Regions from separate parts of the Pan troglodytes genome. Here region 2 is linked to region 1. Evidence: chromatin contacts called from public HiChIP or PLAC-seq data. All regions are on one chromosome and are shown on one strand. Each heading gives the region's core, a stretch centred on a gene start, on an enhancer-like site or on the middle of the called end of the contact. The rest is flanking DNA. Distances are from core to core; before and after follow the strand shown. Region 1 holds the start of TDG (thymine DNA glycosylase). Region 2 holds the start of HCFC2 (host cell factor C2).

Region 1 (3,370 bases), core at 811-3,310:
AAAAAAAAACAAGAAAAAAGTCTGTATTCATGGAATTTGAATTTTCTTCTTTGAATATCTGAAATTAGTCTTCTAAAAAAGTCGGCTGGGCGCGGTGGCTCACATTTGTAATCCTAGCACTTTGGGAGGCTGAGGCAGGTGGATCACTTGAGGGCAAGAGTTCAAGACCAGACTGGCCAACATGGTGAAACCCTGTCTCTACTAAAAATACAAAAATTAGCCAGGCCTGGTGGCAGGCGCCTGTAATCCCAGCTACTTGGGAGGCTGCGGCGGGAGAATCGCTTGAACCCGGGTGATGGAGGTTGCAGTGAGCCAAGATCCGCCACTGCACTCCAGCCTGGGCAACAGAGCAAGGCTCTGTCTCGAAAAAAAAAAAAAAAAAGTAAATTTATTTTTTTTCACATCCCACATTACATTTCTTGATTAGCACAGTCAAGGGTGACAGAGAACTACTCTCTTAAGGATTACCTGGGGTCTGAGTCATTTCAGAAGATTACACAGAATTTTCCACAGTTCCTGAAGGTGAAAGCTTTTCAAGGCAAAATAAAATCTGGTCTATAGCCTTTTGGATGAAGTCAGGCCGACATTATCACAGCTTTGAGCTAAACAGTGTATTGAAGTCCTACTATTTTGCTGTAAGACCCTGAATAAAGTCTTACAATGTGTAATTTATTCTTGGCCCAAGTTTCAATTCTGCTCCTAAGTGAGGTTATGAGAGAGAGATTTCCACAAATTTTGGTGAATTCTCTTATTTGTAAAGTTCTTCTGGGAAAGAAGTGGAGTAATTTATTCCAGGACTTGATCCACAAAGTCAAGATAAAGTCCAAACTTTGTCTACATATATCTCTTTTCCTAAACTCTAATTTATTTTGGTTAGTGTGCCCTTTCATGTAACACCAATTCTCGGCATGTCAGAATCAGATTCCAGACATGCCAACTTTACAGACATGAACAGGCCCATATAAGTCTCTTGTATTGCCTAAATTCAGCTTCCATTAGCCACTGAGAGTTAGGATAATTCTTCATTAGGCATAGGTTTTTTTCCTTTTAATTTCAATGTAAATCATCACTCTTTATCTTTTAAAAAACTGTCACCATATCCATTTTTTAAAAGTTTAGTTTTCCGCCAGGAGTTCAAGTCCCTAAATCTCTTGCTTTTGCAAATCCTTCTCTTGACTCCCCCAAAGGACTTTTTAAAAACGGATTCTTAAGATCGTCCCCAAGGCCACTGGAAAACTCAAAGGTCATTTTTAGATTGACTACTCGAGAGTGGTATACATATTCCCACAACAAAATTATCTAACCCGTGACCCTTAACGTTGCTTTCAGTAGGCCTTTGGGGTGGGGGGAAGCCGCAACAAATCAACCAACTTTAAAATGAAAACTCCTGGAGCTGGAAATGTTCGACACTCATCTTTACAGCTCTCTGCGTGGTAATGGAGGGTGAAGGAAAACCCTTCTAGCCAAGAATGGCATCCAGAAAGACACATTAACCAAAGACTGCTGAATGCTTACTAATATATTTTATAGTCAACTAGTTATCGCGGGAAACCAAAGAAGGGTCCAGGTGCACCAGGTAACCCTCAGAGCAGCACCAACCTCCACCGCCACCGCCGCAGCCAGGGAAGGAAAGGCCGACCAGGCCACAGTGCGCACGCGCGGCCCCGGCCTTTGTATTCGGGCCGGGATTTAAAAGACCCCTGCGTGCGCGCGCTCGCCAGCCAGCCAGCCGCCCAGCAGTGAGGGGCGCAAGGGAGGGGCGGCGCTGGCCCCGGTATTACCTGCCCGCGTTCTCCGCTTCCATTCCCCGAGGCCGCTGATGCGGACGGCTCCACCTGCCAGGCACACGGGCAGCCGGTCTCTGTAGTACCGCGTGGTACTCACTGCGGTAAGACAACCCCAGAGACCTGGGCCCGATGGCTGGCAGTACCCAGACAGTGGCTGGACTCAAGCTCCTCCTCCAGGCTTCTACCGTCCCCCACGGACCCTCTTTCTGTGCTGCACTTCCGCCTCCTCGGAGCCAAATCCCACGCGTACTGGCCGTCACGTGATGCAGGACAGCCCAATCACGCTCACCCCCTTCTCGTTGGGCGCCCCAGCTCCGCCGCTTGGCCTTTCGGGAAGGGTGGAGGACCAGAAGACGGGGACAAGGAGCGCTCTGCTGACGTCAGCTTTTGTCTCCAGTATTTTCGGGGGCTGGTGGACGCGTGAGCTATAGGGTGCTGTCCTTGGGGTGCTGTGTATATGGGATGATGACGCTTATCAGCATTATCTAGTACTTTCCACCCCGAAATTCGCCCCGATTAAAGACTGTGTTGCATTATCAGGTAATGAGATGTGAGGGAGGGACTTTGAAAGTGGAAAACCTGGGCGTCGAGGCCACTGTGCCATCTTGGGCCTCAGTTTCCTTATCTGTGAAATGAGGGTGAATGTAAAGCTGCTGTGTAAAATGTAAAGCTCTACATAAACCACTCTCTGCATTACTTTGGATATATGAGAATATTAACGTTTGACGTCTACGAGACTAGATCCCATTCGAGCATCACCTCCCATAACCTTACAGACTAACCCCTCTTTTAAATCTCAGTGGTTCGTAATCTTACAGACTAACCCCTCTTTTATGTCTCAGTGGTTCTTGCAGCTGGCTTTTGTTTCATTAGTTCTCAATTTCTGTCACTGGTGTTTGTACTTTATTAAGGAACTCTTAATGGAATAGGCTTTTGGGTTTTTCTAGTTTGCAGGATGATGAAAAACATGGCTGCTGTATTTGTTGGCTTTCCTGAGTTTATTCATATAGTAACAGGTAACTCCAAACCTTCAGTGGTTTACAGCCACAGAAGTTTATTTCTCACTCACGTGATCTGTGAGCTGGGAGATGGCTGTGGCTCTGTGCTCCATGTATTTTCTTCATTCTAGGATCCAGGCTCTCATGAGTAAATACAGAAGGATTTTTGTAATATATCAACTGTTTAAAGTTTAAGTGAAACTTTTAAAACAGTACAGAACTTTTATGAATACCCTGTCCATTAGTAGACACTACTCAGAACCTGGCACATGGTAAATATTCAATGAATATATGTTGAGTGAATGAAAAAAGCCCATCCTCTCTGATTTTGCCAATGGCTCAGGACCATCGTCTAGAAAAGTCTTACAGCAGGTGGCTTGCCTCAGTTATTTCAGGGCATCCAGAAAGACACATTAATCAAAGACTGCTGAATGCTTTGGGAGAGAATTCTGGTGACTGAAAGTGTGTGTGAAGAGAGTAAACTTTTCTCAGGATGTCTGCACTCGGGGAATTACCCTTGGCAGCAAGGGCTTCCCTCACTGTGGGTTGCTGTGCTGGGTCCTGCCAGCTCCATTCATAACCTCA
Region 2 (3,449 bases), core at 778-3,277, 97 kb before region 1:
TTGCACTGGGTATGGGAAAAAGACTTGCCAGGAAACTTTGGGTTTTAAGTGAAGTGGAAACATTTTCTATAAAGCTATAAAAAGTGAAGTTTACATTACTTGAATAATATTACTTGAATAATACATTACTTGAATAATATTAAAATGTGTTAAACAATGTTAGTAATGTTGCAATCTTTTGAAAAATTATGAACAATATCATTATTAAAGCCTCAGAATGAAACAATATTAAATACACTTACTTGTAACTCATATAACTCATTGCTGTATCTTCCATATTCAACCATTCCCCCAAATACTAATATTCTGGTACCATCACAGACAAATCCATGGGCAGCACAGCCTGGAGGGATATCTCCTCTAACAGCTGGCAGAAACCACTGATTCGTAGCTAGTTGCCAAAATAAAATGAAAACCGATTATAACAAGCAACGGTTATCATATACTATCAGCAAATATATATCATCAATATCAGTGGGTCTCAACTGGGGATGATTCTGCCCCTCAGAAGACATTTGGTAATGTCTGGTGACATTTTTAGTTGTCACAACTGGAGGGGGCTGTTACTGGCATCTAGTAGGTAGACGCAGGGATGCTGCCAAACATCTTACAATGTGCAGGGCAATACAGGGCAGCTTCCCCCAACCTCAACAAAGAATTACCTGGCCCAAAAGGTCGAAGAGTGCTGCTGTTGAAAAATCCTGATCTGTATCATTTAATTCTTACAAAACGCCCTGCTGGGTGAGTATAAAAATCTCTATTTTACAACTGAAAATTGTGAGGCTTAAAAAGGTTTGGTAACTTTAGCGCTGATCCTGGGCAACCGGCAGAGCAAGATTCAAATCAGGTCTAATTTGTTCCAAAGCCAGGGATTTTACACTAAGACCAAACTGTCAGTAACTTTTCACCTTCATATGCTGGGGCGCTGGGAGGAGGAGAGGGTGAACAAAATAAAACTTCTCAGACTCCACTATTTTGTTAACCTTCAAATTATTCCTGTGATTAAGTTGTTTGGTCAAAGAAAAGTTATCGGTCATGAAGTAGACCCAGAATTCCATCACTGTCTTTACACCAAACAGATTTCTTGTGACAGCCTGAGCATTTACAAGAGGAAAAAAAAATTAAATCCAGTCTCCTTTCTATTCCACAGAGGTCCTCAAAGATAGGGGCTCCCTGCCCAGGGGCACTTGTGATCTGCAGTGGTGCTCAAGTTATGACAGTCCTCTTTCCGAGGGCCAGTCCAGAAGGGCGCCCACACCGAGTATGCAGACACAAGGCCGCCTCACCACGTCCCCGCCGGTTTAGAGCGCGGCCCACGGAGGGGCTCTTGACCGTTACCTGCCAAACACCGGGTTGTATTTGAGGCGAGAGTGCCAGAAGGCCTCTCGTTTTCCCTCCTCACCCCCTAGACGGTCTTCCTCCTAAGGAAGGAAGGCAGGCAAAGACGGGAAGGCCCTAAGGAACTTTGGTTTGGAGTGGGTTTTGTTTTTTGACAGAGGCGAGATTTCGGGGAGTGGCCCAGGCGGTTGGACATGGTCTTCTGTCGCCTGCGTCCGCTTGTCGGGCTGGGGTGGGGGCGTCCGGGATCCCCCGCCTGAAGACCGGTGCGCCCCGCTCGGGGTCCGTTGCGCCCCAAGGGCCCCGGAGATCCAGAGCTGCGGTCCGGGACAGAGCTGCGGGACCCGGGCCGCCCGGCTGAGCCGCGCTCCCCGCCGCCCGCCCAAGGAAGCAGTGACCGGGCGGTGACAGCTGTCAGGGCCGCGGCCGCCGCCTCGCCTCCCCTCCCCCTCCGCAGCTCCAGCAGGCGGGGCCGACAAGCCGCCGCCGCGCCTACCCGTGTTGTAGACGTGCAGCTCATCCGCGATGCCCTCATTTCCCCCTCCAAAGATGATCATCAGCTCCCGGATGGCCACCGCTCGGTGTCCGTGCCGGGCGCGGGGGACCGGCCCCGTGAAGGAAGAAACTCGCCTCCAGTTGAGGAGGCTGGGAGCCGCCATCTTCCCAACCCCCGCCCCTCTGCCCACAATGCACCGCTCCCGCCTCAACCGGCTGCTCCCTGGGGAGGGCGGGGACCCGCCTCCAGCTGTGCTGGGGTCACGTGGCCGCGGGCGCCGGGGGCCAGGCTGGAGGCCCGCGGGCAGTGGAGAGACGCTGGGGAAGGGGGGTCCTGACAGGGGAGCCCCGCCCCCACCCCAGGCGACGTGGCCAGCGGCCACCCGGAGCAACGCACCTTAGGGTGGAAGGACGCTTCCCACTGACCACGTCTCCCATCCCCACCCAGAGCCTCCCGTTCGGTATTTTGGGAAGAAGCCACAGCATCTTCCTTTACGTCCACTTTAATTGAGCATCTAGGATGTGTGGGCGAAGCAGTCTCACAGGCAACGTGAGAGAAGCTCGGGTAGAGGTGCGAAGAGCTGGGAGCGCAGGGCGGGGACCTCGCACGGGAGGGTGCGGGCGGGAGCCTGCCTCGCGAGCCCGGGCCACGGCCGCTGCTCCCGACCGTGACTGGGACCCGGGCAGGGAAGGTCGCTACAAAGCCTGCCGGGCGAACCGAAGGCAGCTTTGTGCGGAGCCATGCCAGGAAGCTTGGGAACCGTGAGCCACAAGAGGTATTTTTGCTTTGTTTGGCTTAAGCAGAGGAGAGATGGTTTTCTAGGTTTCTGTTTCATTGCTAGCTAACAAGTGAGGGCTGTCCACAGCCTGGCATGCCCTAAGTGCCTCATGTGTATTAACTCATGTAATCCATCCAACAATCCAGTGAGGTGGCTCCTGTTATCTCCCTTTCATGGATGGGGAAATGAGGCACAGTGCAGTAAGGTAATTTTCTGATGGACACAAAGGAGAGGTGTTGAAAAAAAAGACTGGGGCCAGGATTCCAACACAGGGCTTCTGATTCCAGAACCCCCAAGCCCTTATATCATATACCATACTGCCTCTGATAGCAGTCATATCCAACCATTATACCATACTGCCTCTGGTAGCAGTCATACGCAACTCTTTATTTTTATTTATTTATTTTAGATAGGGTCTGGCTCTGTTGCCGGAATGCAGTGGCGCGATCAGAGCTCACTGCAAGCTCGAGCTCCTGGGCTCCAGTGATCCTCCTGCCTTGGCCTCCCAAAGTGCTGGAACTACAGGCATGAGCCACCGCACCCAGCCAATGCAACGCTTAATAAGGCCTAGCTGCCCTATGATTTGGTCCTACACATAATCACACAAGTCCATTAGGAATAAAACTGCACTGCATATGGGATTCATGCCAAATGAGTAGATTTTAGCCGCTCTTGCCACAGAGACACAAAAAGGGTTGGTGGTAACTATGTGAGATGATGGATATGTTAATATGCTTCACTATAGTAACCTTGTGACTGCCTGTTTCAGCTGTCCCCAACCTTTTTGGCACTAGGGACCGGTTTCATGGAAGACAATTTTTCCACGGACTTGGCAGG

Evidence for each region. HiChIP or PLAC-seq counts read pairs in DNA pulled down with a chosen protein or histone mark.
Region 2: an H3K4me3 HiChIP or PLAC-seq map of stem cell-derived excitatory neurons shows a contact between it and region 1, with 2.0 times the contacts expected there. The contact joins the promoter of HCFC2 here to the promoter of TDG in region 1. A contact is called at or near these places in 1 of 1 datasets of contacts at active chromatin or transcription factors (stem cell-derived excitatory neurons) and 1 of 1 other capture datasets (stem cell-derived neural stem cells).

The regions. Positions count from the first base shown.
Region 1 is chr10:110,776,130-110,779,499 of NHGRI_mPanTro3-v2.0_pri, reverse strand. It overlaps TDG (thymine DNA glycosylase), which reads right to left and starts at 2,060. Exons shown (of 10, transcript XM_509324.7): 1 at 1,782-2,060. The coding sequence starts at 1,804. It overlaps UQCC6 (ubiquinol-cytochrome c reductase complex assembly factor 6), which reads left to right and starts at 2,114. Exons shown (of 3, transcript XM_003952277.4): 1 at 2,114-2,327.
Region 2 is chr10:110,872,641-110,876,089 of NHGRI_mPanTro3-v2.0_pri, reverse strand. It overlaps HCFC2 (host cell factor C2), which reads right to left and starts at 2,027. Exons shown (of 15, transcript NM_001280186.1): 1 at 1,835-2,027; 2 at 243-391. The coding sequence starts at 1,997. It overlaps GLT8D2 (glycosyltransferase 8 domain containing 2), which reads left to right and starts at 2,086. Exons shown (of 12, transcript XM_024348027.3): 1 at 2,086-2,404.